7 separate regions of the Mus musculus genome follow, and all the other regions are linked to region 4. A link is a contact called in public HiChIP or PLAC-seq and promoter capture Hi-C data. All regions are on one chromosome and are shown on one strand. Each heading gives the region's core, a stretch centred on a gene start, on an enhancer-like site or on the middle of the called end of the contact. The rest is flanking DNA. Distances are from core to core; before and after follow the strand shown.

Region 1 (2,700 bases), core at 173-2,672, 1.4 Mb before region 4:
TACACAGATATACACACATAGGCACAGACGTGTACAGAAACACACACACACATACATGCATAGACTCATACACAAGCATAGACACACAATACACATACATGCTTAGGCTCACATACAAACATACACACACATATACATACATGCATAGGCTCATATACAAACATAAATACACAGAAATATACACACACAGACACAAACACCTAGACACTAACAGACAGACATATGCACGCAGACACATACAACAGACACATAGGTACACATACAAAAGAAAGACACATACACATAGGTGAGTACAGGTGATACTGGCCAGCCCTTAACATGGCTGTGGTTGAACCGATGACCCTACCTCCTGGTCTGGAGGATTCTACTGTGGGAGCCAGGTGAAGGGTGGTGGTGGCTATATTTTTTTCTACTCTACATGAGAGTATGTATTTTCTCAAGGAGCCCATAATTTAGGCAAAAAGACGTTTCTAGTGAATTCCTACAATTGAGAGAAGACTGAGGCTCTGGAGGAAACTGAGGGGACCCCAGGCTGCTTGTGGGACCCCAGGCAGCTCATGAGTGTCCCTGAGAAAACCCCACCCTTCAATGTTCTCTGCCGGCTTAGTCAATATTTAATCTTTTCCCATTTGTTTTCCATTAGGACGCATATCTGAAACCTCTCATTAGCCCATCTTTCCAGAGAATAATGACTAATTTCCGACAGTAGCTTTCCTTTCTCTTACAAAGACCCTTCCATTATTGTAATTTACTGATGGAGGAGGAGAAATTGCAGACAATTTCCAGGGCCCAGGGACTGTGCTACAGCAAGGGACGCCACGTCCTTGCCTGTGGCTGGGGTCTGGGGAGGAAGGAGGCGCCAGGTTAATGTGACATCATCTGGCTTCATCCCATAGTTGGTCTGAATACGTGACTCCTTCAGGGACCAGAGACAGATTTCATAGTTCCGGGAGCCCTGAAAGTCACTCAGAACTCACGCTCAGACCTTGGATGGCTTGCTGTGAGCAGCCTGAGAGCAGGGCTCAGATCTGTGAGGGCTTCTGTTGTTTGGCTGGCTCTGGGAAGGACCCACTGTTTGCATCTGCAGGCTCAGTGGCTTATGGGAATTTCGGAGATGTGCTGAGGCAACTTGCTGTTTCTGTTGTCTTAATGAGTCAATGCCAGCTATACATGCTGTTTGATATTTATTTATTTATTTATTTATTTATTTAGTTTCTGTTTGCTTTAAAAGAAGGTGTGGGAAGCCTGGTTTGTGAGAGTGAAGGCCAGGAGAATTTCAGGCCCATTAGCTAAGCCCCAGGTCCTGGATGAGAGGCCACCTGCCTCTGTGCTAATGAGAACACACCCCAGCTGAGCTGCGCCTTCCCTCCAGCCCCTCCAAGATGTGCCCTTGGCTGCCCTCATTCGGTTTCTTCGGTTCCTTGTAGCTAATTTGCCTGCCCACTGCCTGCCCCTGCCCCTCGAGGGACTGCCTTGGGATGAGCTGCCCGAGGTTCCACAGAAATAATGTTACATCCCGTTCTCTCCGGTGACACTGGGCTCGCCAGTGTCTTCCCATCCTGAAAGACAATCATTTGAAAATGCAATCGCTTTGTTGAAGCAGCAGCCCCCAGAGACAGGAACAATGACAACCTCTGCCAACGGAGAAGAGTGTGATAAATGTTTGCCCTCCTGCCTTAGTCAGAGGAGAGACTGACCTCTCACAGGGGCCGTGGAGCCTGGGGAGCAGAGGCTCCTTGGAAGACAGCCTGCCCTGGCTCTGCTTGCTTTGGGTTTCTGAGAAAAACCTGCTTCTGTTTTACCCAGTGCTCTGCAGAGCTCAGGATCGCTGCCGGAACTCCAGGGCTGGGGCTGGCAGATAAAGTATAGGAAGCTAGGTAAATAATGAGGGAAAAAAAAAAACACGGGGTAACCTTGTAATGTATCTGAGAGTTGCTCAGGGCATAGCCGTGTGGAGTGGCTTCTTCAAGGTTACCTGGGTGTCCCGTGTTTTTAAATGCCTATATCTGATATCTTCAGCAGAGGATTCTGTGATCTCATCCATCCTACCCTTCCTGGGGTAAGGCTTGTCTAGTGAGGTCCTCCCATGCTCTCATCACAGGGCACAGCTTAGTAGGATCACCTAGGGATTATATTTCCTGAAGAGACCAAGCTAGTGGGCCTATCAGGCATGGGTCTGGCTAGCACTCTGTACCCTCATGTAAGCCTCTAGCAGGGTTGGGAATTGTGGGTACCTGTGTTGTGATCCCCATAAACAGCTGGCCTGGGTCCACAGTGTCTCCTCACTGCTAAATGGTGACTGGTCCATTTGCTTGTCAGGACTGTGGAATGCAGGGATGGTGATATCTGACTTGTAGTGAGGGCCCTGGCACATGGTAAAGCCATATGACCTATGGGTCTGTGGGAAGACAGGCTCTTGGGTCAGTTCTCAGGGGAACAGAGGCTCTGACACAGGGGCTTACCTCCTGGGCTGGGAGAGGGGTTTGCATGTTTGGTGGGCCTTGGTCTCTGGCCTGGTTTCCTAATTCTAGTTGGCACAGTGTCTTCCTTTCCCATGTTCTCTTCCAACACATGTTCCCCTCTCCTACACTTCAGCCCTAGTCTAATGTTACCATAGAGACAAAGACAAGACCAAGGGCCAAAGCAAAATCTCCCACTCTAGGCCTAATACTTGGTGCCTGACCCAGGATACAAACAATT
Region 2 (2,700 bases), core at 104-2,603, 1.1 Mb before region 4:
GCTTTGTGGCTCATCCTAAAGAACTCAATTACCCTAGTCTCTTTGAGTTGTCCCCCACCCTTGGTGTGTGGTTAGCCAAGTCTCCCAGAAGCCTCATGTGGCAGCCAGGCCATGTGGGTCTCCTCAGGCTTTGCCCCTCAGGAGAGCCCCTATGATCTCTCTCTTTATTGCATATGCAAACACACAATTTGCATTTTTTTTTAATTAAGGAGACATTTAACAGATTAACATTCTGAGGGCCACATTTAGAGGACATTAGAAAAGAAGAGATGATCAAGGCTTTCTCTGTTGTTAAAAGGTGACCTCGCCTTCGGAATGAGCAGAACTTTGCCTCCGCCCCCTTCATACTCCAGGTAGAGGAGGCAACTCCCCCGATCAATAAGAGGACTACATTCATTTCCCAGGAAATTAACTGGTCTAATTTGCAGAGTTAAATAAATGCTAGAGAACTCTGACCTCCATCAACCACTAATGAGCCCACGGAGCCGCTGTCCTCCTCTACCTGCCCCCTCCCACTCTCTGGAAGTCTACCTTATGGCTAGGCAAGGTAGGACTAGGTGGGTTACAGCTGCCCCACAGAGAGTTCAAATGTCAGGAGATCTGGGGAAAGGAGGCTCTTGGCTGAATGGACTAGAGTCAGCCAGAGCATAGTGGCTGGGTTTGTCATGTGACACCTCTCAGATCAGGGCAGTGAGACACATTATCTTACTGCCACTTATAGAGCCAGCACCCCTCCCCACCTCCCTGTGTTCTGGATCCAAGTCCTAATCATGCCTGTCTTCTCTCTCCTTTCTCCATTTCCCTTTGTTTCCTAAGGCAGTCCCTCGGCATAAGCAGCTCCCTTCAAGTGGGACGCTTTCCTCCCTCTCCATCTGGTGGGAGGCTCCCATTCTCTCACTTGAACTGCAGCTCAACCCAGGCTTTCTGAGCCTTATGGAGCCTCCACACCTTGAGGATGTGAGGTTTGGTCTCTTTGTCTGAAATTGTCTTATTTATTGTAGAGTCACTGTTTGCTACTGCTAGATGTTGGCCGCACCCTGACCTGCTTATGACAAGTAGACTCTGCAAAGTGCACCCCAGTTAGGTTTGGGACATGGAGGACAGAAGTGTCTGGAAGAGAGCCTCTGGTTCAGGTGACACTCCAGTCATTAGCTATTCTGGTCCCTAGCCTGCCTAACCAGATCTGGGCATTCCATGGAGGCTGCCTGCTCAGTGCCTCCCCCTCCAGCCTGACCCTCTGGCTCCCCCCCCCCCCCAGGATGAAAATTGCTGAGTCACTCCTGGCACTCAACTCAACTGTGACTTGGGAGAGATCCTCAGGATGCCAGCAGAAGGGGCAGGTGTGTGCTGGGAACAAAACAGAACAGCAGGAGGAAGACACACCCCCAGGGATCATCAGAAACTGAACCCCACTCCATGTGGTACCAAGGAGCACATCCTGCTGGGGGAAGCCCAGGGCTGGTGCAGGGGCATTTTTATTAAAATTTATAGCAGAAATCACACTTATTAGGAGGTCCAGGGGATTGACAGCTTTCACAATGTATACACAGTGCTCAACCATAGTGGCTTTGGAATGATAGCACTCACCAGAAAGTGACACCCCCTTCCCCCCACATGCACGAGCACTCGCGTGTGCACTTTCAAGTGTGTCAGCATTCTTCTGACCCTCAAATACCTCTGCACTCTTGTGCTGCACAAACTGTGACCAAGACCTTCACTGGCATTGCTGGAAGTTGGGGGAAGGAGGCTTTCAGCTCAGCCCCTCATCATGCCTGTGCAGACTAGGATGGCTAGCCTGATCCTTGCCAAAAGAATGGATGGAGCAGGCTGGGAAGGAGCAGCCCAGCTTTGCAACTGAGGAGCCAGCAGCAGGTCACTCTCAGCATTACTGGTCTAGACTCAAGCTGCCACACACACTTCCTTTGACCTCTTGGAGCTTATAAATTTCCAGCTTGTACTGTGCAAGGGGCAGATATCCTGCCAGAATCTACTGATCCCAAGCCCTTCTGGGTAGAAAGCAAGCTTGTGCCCCCTCTGCTCTTTCCTAGTGCACAAACACACAACTGGTATCCAGCTACCTGGACTCCTGCTCTAAATAAAACGGTCAGTGGGCAAGTCTCCTTAAGAGACATGAGATAAAGAATTAAGCGTGTATGTATTGGTTAAGTTTTTAAGTCATTCAAAGCAGAAATCAAAAAAGAGCCTCGAGGATGCATCCCATGATGCTCAGTGCTGGTCAGTCAAGCTCTCTGTGGATTCCTTACCTCAAAATGAGATATCTGAGAGCTTGGCTCCAGTTAGAAAGGCTCATGTGAACCATGTGGAAGTACGCTGTAAAGATGTTGCCTAGCTGGTCTTGGGCACTCAACTCTCCCTAGCACAAGCTCTGCTTCCTGGCAGCACAGGGTGGAGGTGTGTCTGTAGCTAAGACAGAGAGGATAACCCATTCCTCCTGCAGAGCAGACTCTCTGGGCTCACCTCAGCTTACCAGGAACAAGCAAAAGAGGTAAGCAAAAAGGGCCTTTGTCCCCAGGGATTCTTGGTGGCATTCAAAGGCATTCTGGGTTGTCTCACAAGTGTGTGGGGGATGGACTGCCCATGGTCTCTAGTGGGGAGAGATCATGTCACTGTTCGACATACGAAACTGCCATGGGGAGTCCCCCAGCCTCAGTGCACTGTGGCCAGGGAAGCTGACCCAGG
Region 3 (2,700 bases), core at 108-2,607, 1.7 Mb before region 4:
AGCATGCACAAAGCCCTGGGGTTGACCCCTGGAATCACATAATCCAGGCATGCCACCACTTACTCAGGAGGTGGAGGTAGGAAGGTCAGAAGTTCAAGGTCATCTTCTACTACTTAGCAAGTTCAAGGCCAGCCAGGGAGCCAGACACATGCAAACCTGTCTTAAAAAAAGAGAAAGGGGGAAAAAAAAAAGCATTCTTGAGGAATGTTTTCATTTCTTCAGTGTTATTCTTTTATAGGCTAAGCACAATTGGTTAACAGTATTCACAGTTAACTAACTTAATTCTAAGCATTCCATTTTCACTTTGCTACCGGATATTAAATCCCACGCGGGCATTACTGTTTCTGCTACATACTTTTACACTTCATTACATATGTTTGTGATCTACTTCGTTCTTCATGTGGAAAACATTTAGAAACTGGAGTATCATTTTGTCACCTGACAACTCACATTACATGGTTTTTACTTAATTATATGCCATTCACGGGGGTGGGGGTAAGTGTTCCTGCTGTGTGCGGTGGCAGATGCACTCCGGAAGCCAGACAGGCATCTGGGTGCCAGGCCAGCAAGGGAGAGCCTGTCTCAAAAACAAAATAAAGCACGCGTTCAACAACGCTGCTGTCTGGGTGCCTGCCCTATGGGGCCTTGTGGGACAGACTGACTGGAGGGACAGCTGCCACCTCCCACCCAATCCCCGACCCAGCACTCAAGGTCCCAGACTGGTTCACATGCAGGCAGGGAAACCTCCCGACAGCTCCGAAACTGTTCCATGCTGGTCCTTTAGATTTCTGAGTAGGAACAAGGCCATTTGCTCGCACCCCAGGCGCATCTCTACCGATCCTTAGTGTGCAGAATGCTTCTTTACCTCATCTTTAAAAGAATGCCTCTACAAAGCCGCGGAGGCGGGGACTCAGGAAGACTCAACTGCCCATAGTTAGGCGACACACTGCGGCGCCTGCATCTTAACAGGTGAGCCTCTACCCTAGTAGCGCATCCATAAAGGCTTTCCAAAAGAGCTGGGCAAGGGGACGTTTCTGCCATTGTTTTCTGTTCATGGTCTCACTATGTGGCCTAGGCGGGCCTCGAACTCCTAGAAATCCACCTGTCTCATCTGGGAAGCTGCGCTTACAAGCGTGCGCCATCACGCTCAAGCTAAGGCGAGAGCGAGTCTTTCAGAAACCAACTTTACGGCGATCAGGCCGGACGGGCTCTCCTCATTAGAGCCACCGCACACAGAGAGAGATCCCGCCCAGTCATCCCGCCCGCCGCCTGCCGCCGGAGAACGCACACCCGTGCAATGCCGCCCGCACCCACCCGCTCCCGACAGCTCCCACCTCCGCTCGCTCGACTGGTTCCGGGTCGGGCTCTGGCCGCGCACGCGCAGTGCAGCAGCAAACCGGAAGGCGAGGCACCGCCCCCCGAATCCCGTGGTCTCTGTGGCTCCAAAGCCAAAGTCTGGGCACCAAGGAAGCTGAGCAGAAGGATCGCCGTGAATTCCTGCCCAGCCTGAGACACACAGTGATCCTGTCTCACAAAACCAGGAAAAAGCCAGGTGCCGGGTCGCACGCTTTTAATTCCAGTCTCGGGAAAAAGAGGCCGGGAATGTCTGAGAGTCACATAGGTTTGTACAGTGCGCCTCCGTCTAACCAACCAACCAAACAAGGGTGAAAATGATAGGGTGTTTAAAAACTGTACTTCGTTCACAAATAACAAGACAGACGTAACATGCTCAATAAACAGAAATGAGGTAATGGCTAAAAAAGTGTTTTAATGGAAATGGAAAGTCTTCCTCTTTTTACAAGTTTGAACGGACACTCAGTCACTGAAGCCCACGTCTGAGAACAGGTACAACAGGAAAGGAAAACACCTCCTTTCTGGGCCAGGCCTGTGTCTGCCCAGTGCCTCTGCGGACATCTCCCATCTCCCACTGTGCTATATGCTAAGTCTGCAGAGATGTCCATCCACCCATAGCCCCTGACAAGCGCAGCGCGTAGTGGTCAGCACATCTGAAAACCCCAGTCCTCAGTGGTCAAGTTCACCAAGTATTGAACGGATGCTGGGAAACAGGAGGAAGAATGAGCAGCGATTTCCAAATCTCCCTTTGCATCTTTTCTGGCCTTCAGTAGGAGGAACCATTGAAAACAAAACACAGTCAACCACACCTGCACGAAGGGTTCATTTCAGCCTAGGACTTTTCAAACATTCATGTTACAGAAGAAAAGCTATAATACAGGCAATGAAAAAGACTGGCATCACTTTCCCCCACAAAATTACATAAAAATCAATAAAACATTAAATAAACAATATTAATCATTAAATATATTAACACCAAAATCAGGTATAAATTAGGAAATAAATGTACAAACTATTTCACAAAGTGCTTTTAAAAATATATACACAACATTCAAGAAATTCTTAATGTAAGACATTTCAAATTGAACTTTTGGGGTGATACATATTTTAAGTGTTCTTTTCTTTCAAAAAGTATTAACACACACTAACACAGCACTTTACATATACACACACACATACACACTAATACAGCACTTTAACATACACACATATATATACACACATACACACACATACATACACACACACACACACACACACACGTACACACTTGCACATGTATGCATACATAAAAGGCATATTCCCAGATTGGCAAGGAATAAAAACCATTTCACAGTTACTTAAAAT
Region 4 (2,700 bases), core at 27-2,526:
TCACATGTGTATTTTTAAAAAAATTTCAAAGATCATCAGTATACTAACACCCATGATGTGTTAGATGCTGTTTCAGTAGGAAGTGCAGGTTCCCAGACCAAAGGTGGTCATAGTTCCCGTTAGGAGGGGCCTGTTGAAAAAAGCATACCTGGAAACCGAACATTTTTCTCCCATAATTCCCCAGCCTCTGTCAAATGGAAAATAGATGGGATCATGGGAAATTTTCTCAACCAACCCTGGGCTTTCCCACCATAATTATGTAAGACTTTTAGGTGTGCATGTACAGATAACAAAAATCATAACAGGCCCTTTTATGGTCAATTACCCCACAACTAACAGGCTTGATTCCACTTAGATGGAGAAAACATTCTTGGCCCACCCTCCTTCCTTACCCTGATCTTTCTGCTGTTAAGTGGGAAACCAACCATGACAGCATGTCTGACCCAGGCGCAGTGCCATCCTGGCTCCTCATCTACCTGACACACTTGACACATAGTCGTGTGTGTGTGTGTGTGTGTATGTGAAGTTCTTCAGAGAAATAAAAACCTGCTGTGCAATCAGGATGCATGAGTGGGTAAGGCAGAGAGGGGGTGGAGCACATGGCTTCAGCTTGCATAGCAGCAAAACTAAAGCTCAAGAGATTCTGGCTACAAAACGCTCCTCAAGAGCCAGAGGGCAGCTGCACAATCCATCATGGGCATTAGCCCCTTTCCCAGTCTTCCTCTCTGGCTGCAAGCCCAGCTAAGGGAAGCAGCATCTTCCCCCGCCCCCCTCCCCCCCCCCCGCACCTCCCCAGGGAACTGGCTTCCTGGCCAATGGGGAGGCACAGCATGGTGGGGAGGTGTGGGCAAGATGCTTCCCGCAGAAGCAACCTTTTCTGGGTCTGGCCACTGATCCAGGTTGCTGGAGAAAGGTGGCCAGAGCTGGCTGGCTGGCCGCTCACCACAGTCCCAGGGCCAGCTCGCGCCAGGCCAACCTTGGCTGGGCTCTGTCCCGCCCCCACCCGCAGCTGGCACCCAGCACGTCCTAGACTGCTGTAGACACCATCGCTGATGGATGGGTGCAGTGCGCAGGCACACGCACCAAGGAAACCCAGCAGACCTGCTCCGCAGCCTGAACACACGTGACGAGGTTCCCGGGGGCGGCGGCTGCGCTGCGGCGGAAGGGTGGGGGCTGGGGTGGTCGCGGGCCGCGCGGTTCCGACAGCGTGGGGCTGCGCGGGGCAGCCGGGCGAACGCGGGGCAGCCGGGCGCGCTGGCTGGACGCACCGGCGGGCGGCGTCACGAGGGGCGGGGCGCGCCGGGGGCGCGCCGGGAAGTTGCGCTTGGAGAAGTTGCGGGCGGCTGAGCGTCTGGGCGGCGGGGTTGCTGGCCTTCCCGTAAGAGCTCAGAGGAAGGAGAGAAGCGGCCGACACCGTGCAGGGCGCTACGCCCCGGGAAGCCGCCTTGGATAGCGCCACCCGCTGCTCGAGGCTGCCCGCCGCTGAGACCAGGGCCAGGCCGCGAACACAGTCTCCGTGTTGGGTGCGGTGCCTCGGGGCTTCCAGAGGCTGTCAAGCCCTAAAGCCTAGTGGCTCGGCGGTGACGCCCGCCCAGCTGGGCCATGTCAAAAGGCTCTGGTTCTGCCCCGCTGCCCTCGACCCCGGGGTCCCGGAAACTCGTGCCCCGGAGCCTCAGCTGCCTCTCGGACATGGATCGACGACCCTGCAGACCCCCGGGCTGCGACCCTCGGCTGCGGCCCATCATCCAACGACGCTCGCGCTCGCTGCCCACCTCCCCCGAGCGCCGTGCCAAGGCTGCGGGAGCCCCGGGCGCCGCGTGCGGAGCTGGCTGCAACCGGCAGGTCCGGGTGCGCTTCGCTGACGCGCTGGGCCTGGAGCTGGCGCAGGTCAAGGTGTTTAACGCAGGCGACGATCCGTCCGTGCCGCTGCACGTGTTGTCGCGCCTAGCCATCAACTCAGACCTGTGCTGCAGCAGCCAGGATCTGGAGTTCACGCTGCAGTGCCTGGTTCCCGACTTCTCGCCGCCCATCGAAACCCCAGGCTTCGGAGAACGCCTGGCACGCCAGCTTGTGTGCCTGGAACGTGTCACCTGCTCTGACCTGGGCATCAGCGGCACAGTGCGCGTGCGCAACGTGGCCTTCGAGAAGCAGGTGACGGTGCGCTACACCTTCTCTGGCTGGCGCAGTGCGCATGAGGCAGTGGCGCGCTGGAGAGGACCTGCAGGTGCTGAAGGTACCGAGGACATCTTCGCCTTCGGCTTTCCAGTGCCTCCCTTCCTGCTGGAGCTCGGCTCCCAGGTACACTTCGCACTGCGCTATGGCGTAGCTGGTGCTGAGTACTGGGACAACAATGATGGTCGCGACTATAGCCTTACTTGTCGCAGTCATGCCTTGCACATGCCACGCGGGGAGTGCGAGGAGAGCTGGATTCACTTCATCTGAGCTGCGGGCTGTGAACCAGGAGCTTCCATCTCTGCAGACCTGCAGACACTTCCCCACCAGTGCAGCTCTCTGAGCGGCCATCTCCCATCCCAGCCTTCCTTCCTAGTGGTCTGGCCTAATTTTTCACTGTGAAGCCCTGCGGCGGTAGCCTGGCCTGTCTTGTAGTGAATTCTCTTGAGAGCCTGGCGGTCAGCCTGTGTAACACGTTGTTGGGGGGGGGGGCAGATGCACGGGATTGTGGTCCTTAATTTCAGTAGG
Region 5 (2,718 bases), core at 148-2,647, 1.1 Mb before region 4:
CCTAACACCCCATAAGTAACATGAGTTCTTCAGCTTCAGGGAACCACTAATGCCCAGCTACGACCACACCTGCACTCACAGGAGAGAGTGGAGATCACCTTCTGATCACACCTGAGATAGAACACACCTGACATAGATCACACACAAGATAGAGCACACCTGAGATAGCTCACACCTGAGATAGAGCATACCCAAGATAGAGCACACCTGAGATAGCTCACACCTGAAATAGAGCACACCCAAGATAGAGCACACCTGAGATAGAGCATACCTGAGATAGAGCACACCTGAGATAGCGCACACTTGAGATAGAGCACACCCGAGATAGATCACACTGAGATAGAGCACACCCAAGAGTGTCATCCCATCAGGAGAAATAAACAGAACTTGGGGAGGCCCACAACCTACTAGTGCCTTTGAGACTGCCCTTCTTTTAGAAGGTGCCTGGCAGTAATAATAATAATAATAATAATAATAATAATAATAACAATAATAATAATGAGGAGGAGGAGGAGAAGAAGAAGAAAGAGGAGGAGGAGGAGAAAGAGGAGTAGGAGAAAGAGAAGGAGAAGAGGAGGAGGAAGAGGAGGAAGAAAAAAGGAAGGAAGGAAGGAAGGAAGGAAGGAAGGAAGGAAAGAAGGAAAGAAGGAAAGAAGGAAGGAAGGGAGGAAGGAAGGAAGGAAGGAAAGAAAGAAGGAAAGAAGGAAAGAAGGAAAGAAGGAAAGAAGGGAGGAAGGGAGGAAGGAAGGAAGGAAGGAAGGAAGGAAGGAAGGAAGGAGGAAAGTAGTGGCTACGAACCAGGCATCTTGGAAGAGTGACCACTGTGTAATACTAGACCTCACAGAAGATACATGGCTTTGGGCTCAAGAAGCAAAATGGAGAGGGCATGGGGAGCCTGTGGGTGTGTCAGTCCTGCATGTCTGGGGATCAGCAGCCCCATGTCAAGTGGCTGTTCCACAGAGCAAATATTTTGAGAAGTACCAAGAAGAAATTTCCCAGGAGCCAGGTCCCATGGCAGCCATTGTTTTCCTGGGGTTGACCTAGCTGCTCTTCCAACTGCCCTCCTTGTCACCCAACGTTAGGGCAGCGTCAGTCTCAAAGCATCCAAAAAATGAAAGAAAGAAAGAAAGAAAGAAAGAAAGAAAGAAAGAAAGAAAGAAAGAAAGGAAGGAAGGAAGGAAGGAAGGAAGGAAGGGAGAAAAAGAAAGAAAGAAGGAAAGCAGGCTGGGAAAGCAAACAACCCCAGAGGATGTCTTTAAGCTCACAAAGAAGTAACAGATGTGACTCTGAAATCTACCCATAAACAAACAGAAATGAAGCCGTCAGCTATTTGGGGATCTTCCCGCAAGCTGCCGCACATCCTTCCCCATTGTTTTATTTTGGGTTTAGATGCCTTGTGAACCAGACCGATGTGCAGGGCTGTTAAAAAGCTCTTCCACTGCTGTGTGTTTGTTTCCCTAAAGTTGCCGAGCAGACACGTTTGCTCGTAATTTCCCTTCTTGAGCAAGGAGGCCTGAACGACCCCTCTTGGCTCCCAAGCCACAATTAGCATTCCCCCCGGCACCCTCCCAACCTTGCCCCAAGACATTTAGGCAGAACTTAGAGTCACTTGATCTGGAAGAGTCACACGTATAGATGCTGCACACGTGGGCTACATATACCTAGCCACATCTGTGGGGAGCACAGGTCAGCCTGCTGTGTCATCTGCACCTTAGACTTGTGCACTTGGCACCGTTACTGGAGTCAGGCCTGGCTCTGAACAGAGTAACCCATGGTATGACATTTCCTGTCAGTTTGGTAAGGCTACTGGGGAGGGATGAGCTAATTTGGGTTAGTCAGCTCACCAGCAATTGGGAAAGTCCCCCCTCTGTTCACCTGCATCTCCCTGGGGTCAGCTGGCACAGAGTCAAGATAGCATTTACCACCTGGAATCCCTTCCTCACATGTACACAGCTGTGTACACTGCCTGCAAGGTGCAGGTGACCCTAGGCTGAGCCAGAAAGACAATGTAGCACTGGAGAGAGAAACGGTTACACACTTCACCTACAGGGCACCTGCTCCCAGCTGGAGTCTGCTCCCAAGTCGCACCGCCCAACTCCCCTGTGCCCACCTAGGCCCAAAGCTGGTTTCAGCTCTCAATGTGCCCAGAGCCTAAGGAGGGTGTCATTTTTTCAGTGCTCTGACCAAATATGTGACACATTAAAGAGGAATGACTTGTTTGAACTCAGACTTTGAGGGTGCCTTCCATAGTGCAGGGCAATGAGGAGGGGTGGGTCTTGGCCATGGAAGTGGGAAGGTGAGGCTGCTTGCTCACATCTGGGTCAGCCAAGAAGCAGAGAGGACAGGAAACAGGGTGGCCATCACCCCCCAGGGAACACATTTCTTCTAGTTAGGTTTCAACTTGCAACGGCTCCTGGACCTCCTATAATAACGCCACCAGCTGAGCACTAAGTGTCCAAGGGGGCAACTGAGAGTGTTACCTCACTGTCATGGAGTGAGGTGGAGTGATATCACCAGAACCTCATGGGTTCCTCGGGGCACTGGTACTGCTTCCTCTAATAAGGCAGAACGTGACATCTGAGACATTAGGGTTCTGTGCACTTCTTCATTTCCTTATCTGGGATGAACAGAGCAGAGTGGAAGTGAGGGATTGGCTCATTCTTAACTACAGATTTGCACTCACAGATCATTAAACTGCAGACTGAAGGCGCTATCCAT
Region 6 (2,700 bases), core at 53-2,552, 1.6 Mb before region 4:
AAATCTCCCTAGCCCTGGTACAAAGAACAGGCCATGGTTGCTGCAGAAACAAAGGGAACAAATCTCCAAACTCAGACCCCCAACATTAGTTTCTATGTTCATAAGGAAATCCTGGACCCAACGGACCCTCGACAGGATGGATCTAGGAAGGCTAGCACACCTCTCTTTGGCAAGACTCCTGGGCTGAGCTGAATCTGGTGGCAGGCTTTAAGTAGCAAACTCCTATTGTGGACAGGGGCCTACTCTGGGTCTGGTTCTCCAACAGGGGATCTCACGTCAAGTGCAGCATGAAGAGTTCAAGAGAACAAAAAGCCGGAACCCTGAGCCCTTCACTGCAGCACCAGTCTGGGTCTGTGCGCCTCGCTTCAAATAGGAGGTATGGCTAGGGTTTAGGAGAATGGCCCAGGACTGCAGCATGCTGGCTTCAGATTGGCCTCGAACCTCCCATCTGCACCCTCGAGGGTCTAACACGTTAACCCCGGGCGGGCTGCGGCGCTCACGCTTCTGGAGAGCCGAAGGAAACAAGCGCCCCATTTAACGCGGAGAAAGAAGACAAAGAAGCTCTGGGCCCTCACGCTGCCGCGACTAGCGCACCGACTCTGGACTTCTCTCATCAAACCAACCCCTCAAGTGGACAGGGTCGGGAGAGTTCAGAGCAGGACAGCCGCAGTTCAACCGACGCCCTAGCTCGGCGAGAGGCTGCACCGCGACTCGACGGGCGGTGGCTACCAAGGGGTTCCAAGGAGAGCGCGCCGGACCCGGGCCCCCCGCCTCGGCGCGCGTCTCGCCCCGCGAGGGCGTCTCGCAGGTGGGGAGGTCCACGGCTTCAAAGCCGCCCCACCCCCCGACACCGGCAGGATCCTGGTCCGCTCCTCCCACAGCCCCCGCCGAAGCGGGGAACACCATTGTGCGGGCAGGCGCGGGGCGGCGAGCTGTTGGGGCGTCAGTTGGGCGCGCGGCGGCGGCGGGCCGCTACCTTTGGCGAGCGCCACGGTGGAGTTGTCGGTGTCGATGGTGTAGAGGATGCCCTCATAGCGGATCTGCGCCTTGGAGATGAGGCTGATCTTGCTGCCCAGATACGGGGTGCCGGACGAGCCGCTCATGGCGGCGGCCGGGGCGCGCAGGGCGCGGGGGACCAGCGCCGGGCCCCGCCCGCTCCGCTGCCGCGCGGTGGCCTGGCCTCCCACTCCTGCGCAGCTCCGCGCCGCCGCCTCCGAGGCGCCTCCTGCCGCGCCTAGGGGCCTGCGGGCCACGAGCGAACCGGAGAGGGAGCAGAGCGAGGCGCTTAGCCCGAGTCTGAAGGGAGCGGGGGAGGAGCGCCGCCGCAGCCACATCCGGGGCCTCCCGCCACCGCGCGCCGCCCCCGTACGCTCGCAGCCTATTGGCTCCTCGCTGCCGGCTCCCTTTAAATATGGCCGCGCCGCAGGCGGTGGGCGGGGCCGCGCCTGCGCATTTGGAAGCTGCCGGCCGGGGACCTGCCTCTCCGGGTCTTCCCAGCCGGTTCCCGGCGGGCCTCGCTCACCGCTTCGGGGCCTGAGACTGAGCGGGCGGGGCGAAGCGCGCGTGCGCGGGGCAGGCGGGAGGCCACTGTTTGCAAACTCGGGGGCGGGGCGGGGGCTGGACCTGGAAGAGCGCCAGGCTCCTCCCTCCGCGCGTGCCGCTGGCACCCTTCTGGCCCAGGTGTTAATAGGGCGGAGTTGTCAGTCTTCCTTTCTTGTTTGTTGGAGCTGGACCCCGACAGCGCCGGGCCAGGTGCGTCTTCAGTCCCGCTTGCTCCCCGGGGCTAAGGAACCGGCAGGCGGGTGCTGCTCAGTTCTGCAGCGCTCACGGCGGGGGCGACCCTGAAATAGAAAGTGCAGGGGGAGCTCGGGGCAGCCCTGCGCTCCCAAGCCTGATATCCCTAAAATAAGCCCTGACTGTTTTGGGTGACTCCCGCCCGCGTGCGCGCGTCCTCAGACTGCGGCCCAAAGCCCAGCCCGCAGTATAAAATTGGGAGATTTCCCCCTAAATCGCTTCCCATTCTTGCGTTGCTGACTCCGCATCATGCATAGCGGGTAACTTTGTATGTATGAGCGCATGCTAATTTACAGTTAGTCTCCACCATCAGATTAGAGCCCAATATTAGTTACTATGAGAAATTTGGTGGCGATTGGCATTTTATAAACGTGAAATAGAATGAAAGAGGAGATAAGGGAACATCCCATATAGTGAAAACAAGTACTGTTTTGTGAAACAATTTCTCTTAAATGTGAGCCATAAAACGTACTTCTTACTGTAGTGACATCAACTTACCACCACTGCCGGAGGATGCTGGGAATAGTTGTGAACAATTTTAAATTTTAATATTTTCTTATTCGGTGCATGTGCATGTGTGTCCGTGTGTGCATATGTCACAACATGTGTAGAGGCCAGAGGACAGTTAGGAGTTCTCTGCTTCCTGGAAGCATATGGGTCCCGGAAATGGGTATTCAGGGGGTCACACTTAGCAGCAAATGCATTTACCCGCTGAGCCATCTTGCTGAGCCTGTTTTTTGTTTTGTTTTTTTGTTTTTTGTTTTCTTTTAGTTTTAGTTTTAGTTGTGACAGGGGTCTGTCTTACTCTTAGCTCAGGTTGGCGGGGAACTGACTGTGCAGCCCAAACTGGTCTCTAACCTCCTGCCTCAGTCTTCTGATGTGCCAAAATTTTGAGAATGAGCCACC
Region 7 (2,700 bases), core at 93-2,592, 1.0 Mb before region 4:
CCACTAATCCACTCCGCTAAGGAGAAGAAGGCGCACCAGGCTCCGGATCCCTGGTGAGCAAGCTCCGGGAGCCGGGGGCGCAGCCAGCACCCTGCAGTCTCAGCTTCGCGGGCCGCCAGAGCGGAACGCGCCTCCCTGCCGGCCGAGTCCTCCAGCTGCGCGCAACAGCTCCGCCCGGGTTCCGCTGGGAGGCCACCCGCAGCCTGCAGCCTGTAGCTCGGGCTCGAGTACCCGGCCCCGGAGGCTAGGAAAGGGAGGGCTGGGTCGGGGATCTTCCCCCGGCCAAGCTCAGAATGACATCTGGTTCTTGGGGATCGCAGCTCTGAAATGCTCTTGCAGCCCGCGGGAGACAAAAGTCGGCCGGGAAAGTTTCTGTCCCCCCGGGGCGTGTTCCCCGCGCAAGGCGATGGTCCGGTGGCCTCGGAGCAGCCGGTCGCCAACCCTGGTTCATCGCAGAGAATACCTCGGCGTGGCAGCGAGCAGGCCACCGGACCGATCGGCCACGAGAGGGGGTTCAGGCCACTCGGTCTCCGCCCAGGGTCGCTGCGGGAGCTGCCGCTGAGCCGTTCCGAAGACCCGCAGCGAGCTGGAGTTAACCGAGGGAGCCGGCTGGAGACCGCGCAGAGACTGTGCGGAAACAGCGAGTGTGTCCAGCTCCAGTCCCCGGGCTCAGTGCCTCGCGCTCCCGCTGCGCCCTCCTCCCGATCCCTCTCTAAGTCGGGAGGACCTGCTAGACCCCGCGGCTACAACCCGCGCCCCTTAGTCGCCTCCGCCTCCCACTGCAGCCGAGCTCCGCGGCACCCACGGGACCCGGGAGAGCGCCCCGCGCAGCCGACCCGACCCGGCGCGCGGCTGGAACTCGGGATGCGCGACTGCCGGGCGGCGGAGGCGAGTACTACACTACGGAGGGCGGCCCCGGAGCGCAGATCGGGCAACGAGATGGCACCTAGGGTCCCGCCCGCTCAGCTCCGCGGCTCCTCGCTCCGATAGCGAGCGGCTTCGCGCAGCGCGGGCGGCGGTTTGAGAAGACCGGGAGACACCAGCTAGCCCCACGGGTTCCCAGATCGCCTGCGATCGGAGAGGCGGCAACTTACCCGGAGCGCGCCCGAGAGCCCGAGCAGCAGCAGCGGCAGCACAGAGCCTGTGGTCATCGTCCCCGCCGCGCCGCCCCGGCGCTCGCCCGGTGCCCGGCTTCCCTCGCCGCGGCGATGCTCCGCCCGCGCCCGCCCTGCTTTTCCCCGCACTTGCCGCCCGGGCTCCGGGAGCCAGGCCAAGTGGGCCGGCGGCGCGCTCCCTCCGGCCGGTGCGTCCGCCGGCCTCGCAGCCGCCCGCGCCTCTGTTCCGCGCGCTCGGAACTGCAGGTGAAGCTGAGCGGCGGCCTCGCCGAGGCCCCGCCCCTCCGGCCGGGCCTGACGCGGGCCTTAAAGGAGCCGCTCCCGCGCCCACTCGCTCAGCCGCTTGGCCTGGTTGCTCGCTGGCAGGGCGGCCTCAGTCCCGTGGGACAACTAGAGGCCTGTATGAGCAGACGAAGCCAGGGAGACTGGGTTTCTAGGAGCAAAGACGGTGTGAACCAAAGAAGACTGTGTAGTCTCTGCCCAGCAAGTTAGATGTCCTTTGTAGATTGTGGGACCCCTGCTTGTGATCACACCGTGATGTTAGGTCAACTTCTTTTCAGAGCCCACAGTGAAGAGTGGACACTTCCTTCATCCCTGTGTCATCTAAGTCTCCGGACACAGGCCTTTGTGATGGCCTCCAGCCCTCTGAACAGCTCAGGGATCGGAAGAGAGGGAGAGGGGAGGGGTCACTCTCCAGCTGGGCTGGCTCGGCTGACCCCTTATAGTGTGGGCCTGGCTCTGGCTATCCTCCAAGGTTTGGGAGGATTCCTACCCATTCCTCTGTGTGTGCCAAAATGTAGTTAGGTCTTCTGTATAGGCAAGGAAGAAATCAGAGGCCGCGGAAGGAAGGAAGGGACTCCAGCGGGCAGAGCTGTCAGGCACGTCAGCTCCCTGGGCAGGCCAGCTCCATTTGCTTCGCATGGGCAATTTCCAACCCTGACTGCAGGCATTTCTTTAAGCATCGTATCGCTCTCGCGGAAAAATAAGGGCAGCTTGGACTGTGAGTGAAGGCTTCCCCATCCCTCCCTTGGCTAAGCAATGTACAGAAAAGTGGAGTGTCTGCTCAGATGTTTTTCAAATGTTCTTTGTCTCTCTTCTGAGAAAATCTGTGTCCAGAATACAATAGTTCTGGTTTGAGAAGAGTGAATTAAGTTGCCCCAAGGTCATAGTTAACTTGGACAGAGAGACCTTTTCTTCCTTGCCCCCCCTCCCCCCACTATGGTGGATGACACCCTAGGTCTCCTGACTAGTACTCGAGCCATGGGAAATCAGGGTAACCCAGGGTGCATAGTGGGCTCTGTCCAGAGGTATGAGACTGGGTTTAGCTTGGACCACCAAGTATCTGAACACCAAGCCTGTGCCAACCTGGCCCTATGCCACAGACTGTCCCAGTATTGGCCTGCTAAGGAATGAGAGAGGCTACTAACTTAGCATGGCTGGCTGGGCAGTCTTCAGACTCTTCTATGTCCTTCCCTGGGGAGACAAAGAAACATTCACTCTTGATAGAGAGGTACCCAGACCAAAGCAAGACTTGAGTACAGCTTGGCGAGTCGGTGAGCTTACTGGGGAGGTGAGAAGGAATATG

Evidence for each region. Promoter capture Hi-C pulls out the DNA fragments that hold promoters and counts their contacts. HiChIP or PLAC-seq counts read pairs in DNA pulled down with a chosen protein or histone mark.
Region 1: a promoter capture Hi-C map of the 3T3-L1 cell line shows a contact between it and region 4, with 11 times the contacts expected there. The contact joins the enhancer-like site here to the promoter of Fam217b in region 4. A contact is called at or near these places in 10 of 39 promoter capture datasets (the 3T3-L1 cell line, 3T3-L1-derived adipocytes, the C10 cell line and 7 more) and 3 of 115 datasets of contacts at active chromatin or transcription factors (embryonic forebrain, embryonic hindbrain and forebrain).
Region 2: a contact with region 4 is called in an H3K27ac HiChIP or PLAC-seq map of embryonic stem cells, with 3 times the contacts expected there. The contact joins the enhancer-like site here to the promoter of Fam217b in region 4. A contact is called at or near these places in 6 of 39 promoter capture datasets (the 3T3-L1 cell line, the C10 cell line, embryonic stem cells and 3 more) and 3 of 115 datasets of contacts at active chromatin or transcription factors (embryonic forebrain, embryonic hindbrain and embryonic stem cells).
Region 3: an H3K27ac HiChIP or PLAC-seq map of embryonic stem cells shows a contact between it and region 4, with 4 times the contacts expected there. The contact joins the promoter of Mtg2 here to the promoter of Fam217b in region 4. A contact is called at or near these places in 4 of 39 promoter capture datasets (the 3T3-L1 cell line, 3T3-L1-derived adipocytes, hippocampal neurons and 1 more) and 2 of 115 datasets of contacts at active chromatin or transcription factors (embryonic midbrain and embryonic stem cells).
Region 5: an H3K27ac HiChIP or PLAC-seq map of SST interneurons shows a contact between it and region 4, with 6 times the contacts expected there. The contact joins the enhancer-like site here to the promoter of Fam217b in region 4. A contact is called at or near these places in 7 of 39 promoter capture datasets (the C10 cell line, embryonic stem cells, hippocampal neurons and 3 more) and 1 of 115 datasets of contacts at active chromatin or transcription factors (SST interneurons).
Region 6: a contact with region 4 is called in an H3K4me3 HiChIP or PLAC-seq map of forebrain, with 5 times the contacts expected there. The contact joins the promoter of Lsm14b here to the promoter of Fam217b in region 4. A contact is called at or near these places in 4 of 39 promoter capture datasets (cranial neural crest, hippocampal neurons, maxillary cranial neural crest and 1 more), 3 of 115 datasets of contacts at active chromatin or transcription factors (astrocytes, embryonic forebrain and forebrain) and 1 of 9 other capture datasets (liver).
Region 7: a contact with region 4 is called in an H3K4me3 HiChIP or PLAC-seq map of forebrain, with 6 times the contacts expected there. The contact joins the promoter of Cdh4 here to the promoter of Fam217b in region 4. A contact is called at or near these places in 5 of 39 promoter capture datasets (the 3T3-L1 cell line, the C10 cell line, embryonic stem cells and 2 more), 2 of 484 Hi-C or Micro-C datasets (cortical neurons and embryonic stem cells), 3 of 115 datasets of contacts at active chromatin or transcription factors (embryonic forebrain, embryonic hindbrain and forebrain) and 1 of 9 other capture datasets (pancreatic islet).

The regions. Positions count from the first base shown.
Region 1 is chr2:179,848,638-179,851,337 of GRCm38.p6, reverse strand. All of the region lies in intron 6 of Cdh4 (cadherin 4), which reads right to left. Among named protein-coding and RNA genes, the nearest start is that of Gm36066, 46 kb to the right of the region's middle. Within about 2 kb of position 1,422, at least 5 of the 459 cell types and tissues checked have an H3K27ac peak or open chromatin away from gene starts, as enhancers often do.
Region 2 is chr2:179,492,919-179,495,618 of GRCm38.p6, reverse strand. The region is part of intron 2 of Cdh4 (cadherin 4); the gene reads right to left. Among named protein-coding and RNA genes, the nearest start is that of Gm52541, 28 kb to the left of the region's middle. Within about 2 kb of position 1,353, at least 8 of the 459 cell types and tissues checked have an H3K27ac peak or open chromatin away from gene starts, as enhancers often do. A contact at or near this core is called in embryonic stem cells, where this site is marked.
Region 3 is chr2:180,069,250-180,071,949 of GRCm38.p6, reverse strand. It overlaps Mtg2 (mitochondrial ribosome associated GTPase 2), which reads right to left and starts at 1,357. Exons shown (of 10, transcript NM_181424.3): 1 at 1,335-1,357; 2 at 64-156. Ss18l1 (SS18, nBAF chromatin remodeling complex subunit like 1) reads right to left here. Exons shown (of 11, transcript NM_178750.5): 11 at 1,749-2,700.
Region 4 is chr2:178,413,110-178,415,809 of GRCm38.p6, reverse strand. Fam217b (family with sequence similarity 217, member B) reads right to left here and starts at 1,276. Exons shown (of 4, transcript NM_001081289.1): 1 at 1,102-1,276. Ppp1r3d (protein phosphatase 1, regulatory subunit 3D) reads left to right here and starts at 1,347. Exons shown (of 1, transcript NM_001085501.2): 1 at 1,347-2,700. The coding sequence starts at 1,603. The coding sequence ends at 2,442.
Region 5 is chr2:179,469,435-179,472,152 of GRCm38.p6, reverse strand. The region is part of intron 2 of Cdh4 (cadherin 4); the gene reads right to left. Among named protein-coding and RNA genes, the nearest start is that of Cdh4, 28 kb to the right of the region's middle. Within about 2 kb of position 1,397, at least 3 of the 459 cell types and tissues checked have an H3K27ac peak or open chromatin away from gene starts, as enhancers often do. A contact at or near this core is called in SST interneurons, where this site is marked.
Region 6 is chr2:180,023,589-180,026,288 of GRCm38.p6, reverse strand. It overlaps Lsm14b (LSM family member 14B), which reads right to left and starts at 1,302. Exons shown (of 10, transcript NM_001372364.1): 1 at 977-1,302. The coding sequence starts at 1,103.
Region 7 is chr2:179,441,073-179,443,772 of GRCm38.p6, reverse strand. It overlaps Cdh4 (cadherin 4), which reads right to left and starts at 1,342. Exons shown (of 16, transcript NM_009867.3): 1 at 1,095-1,342. The coding sequence starts at 1,151.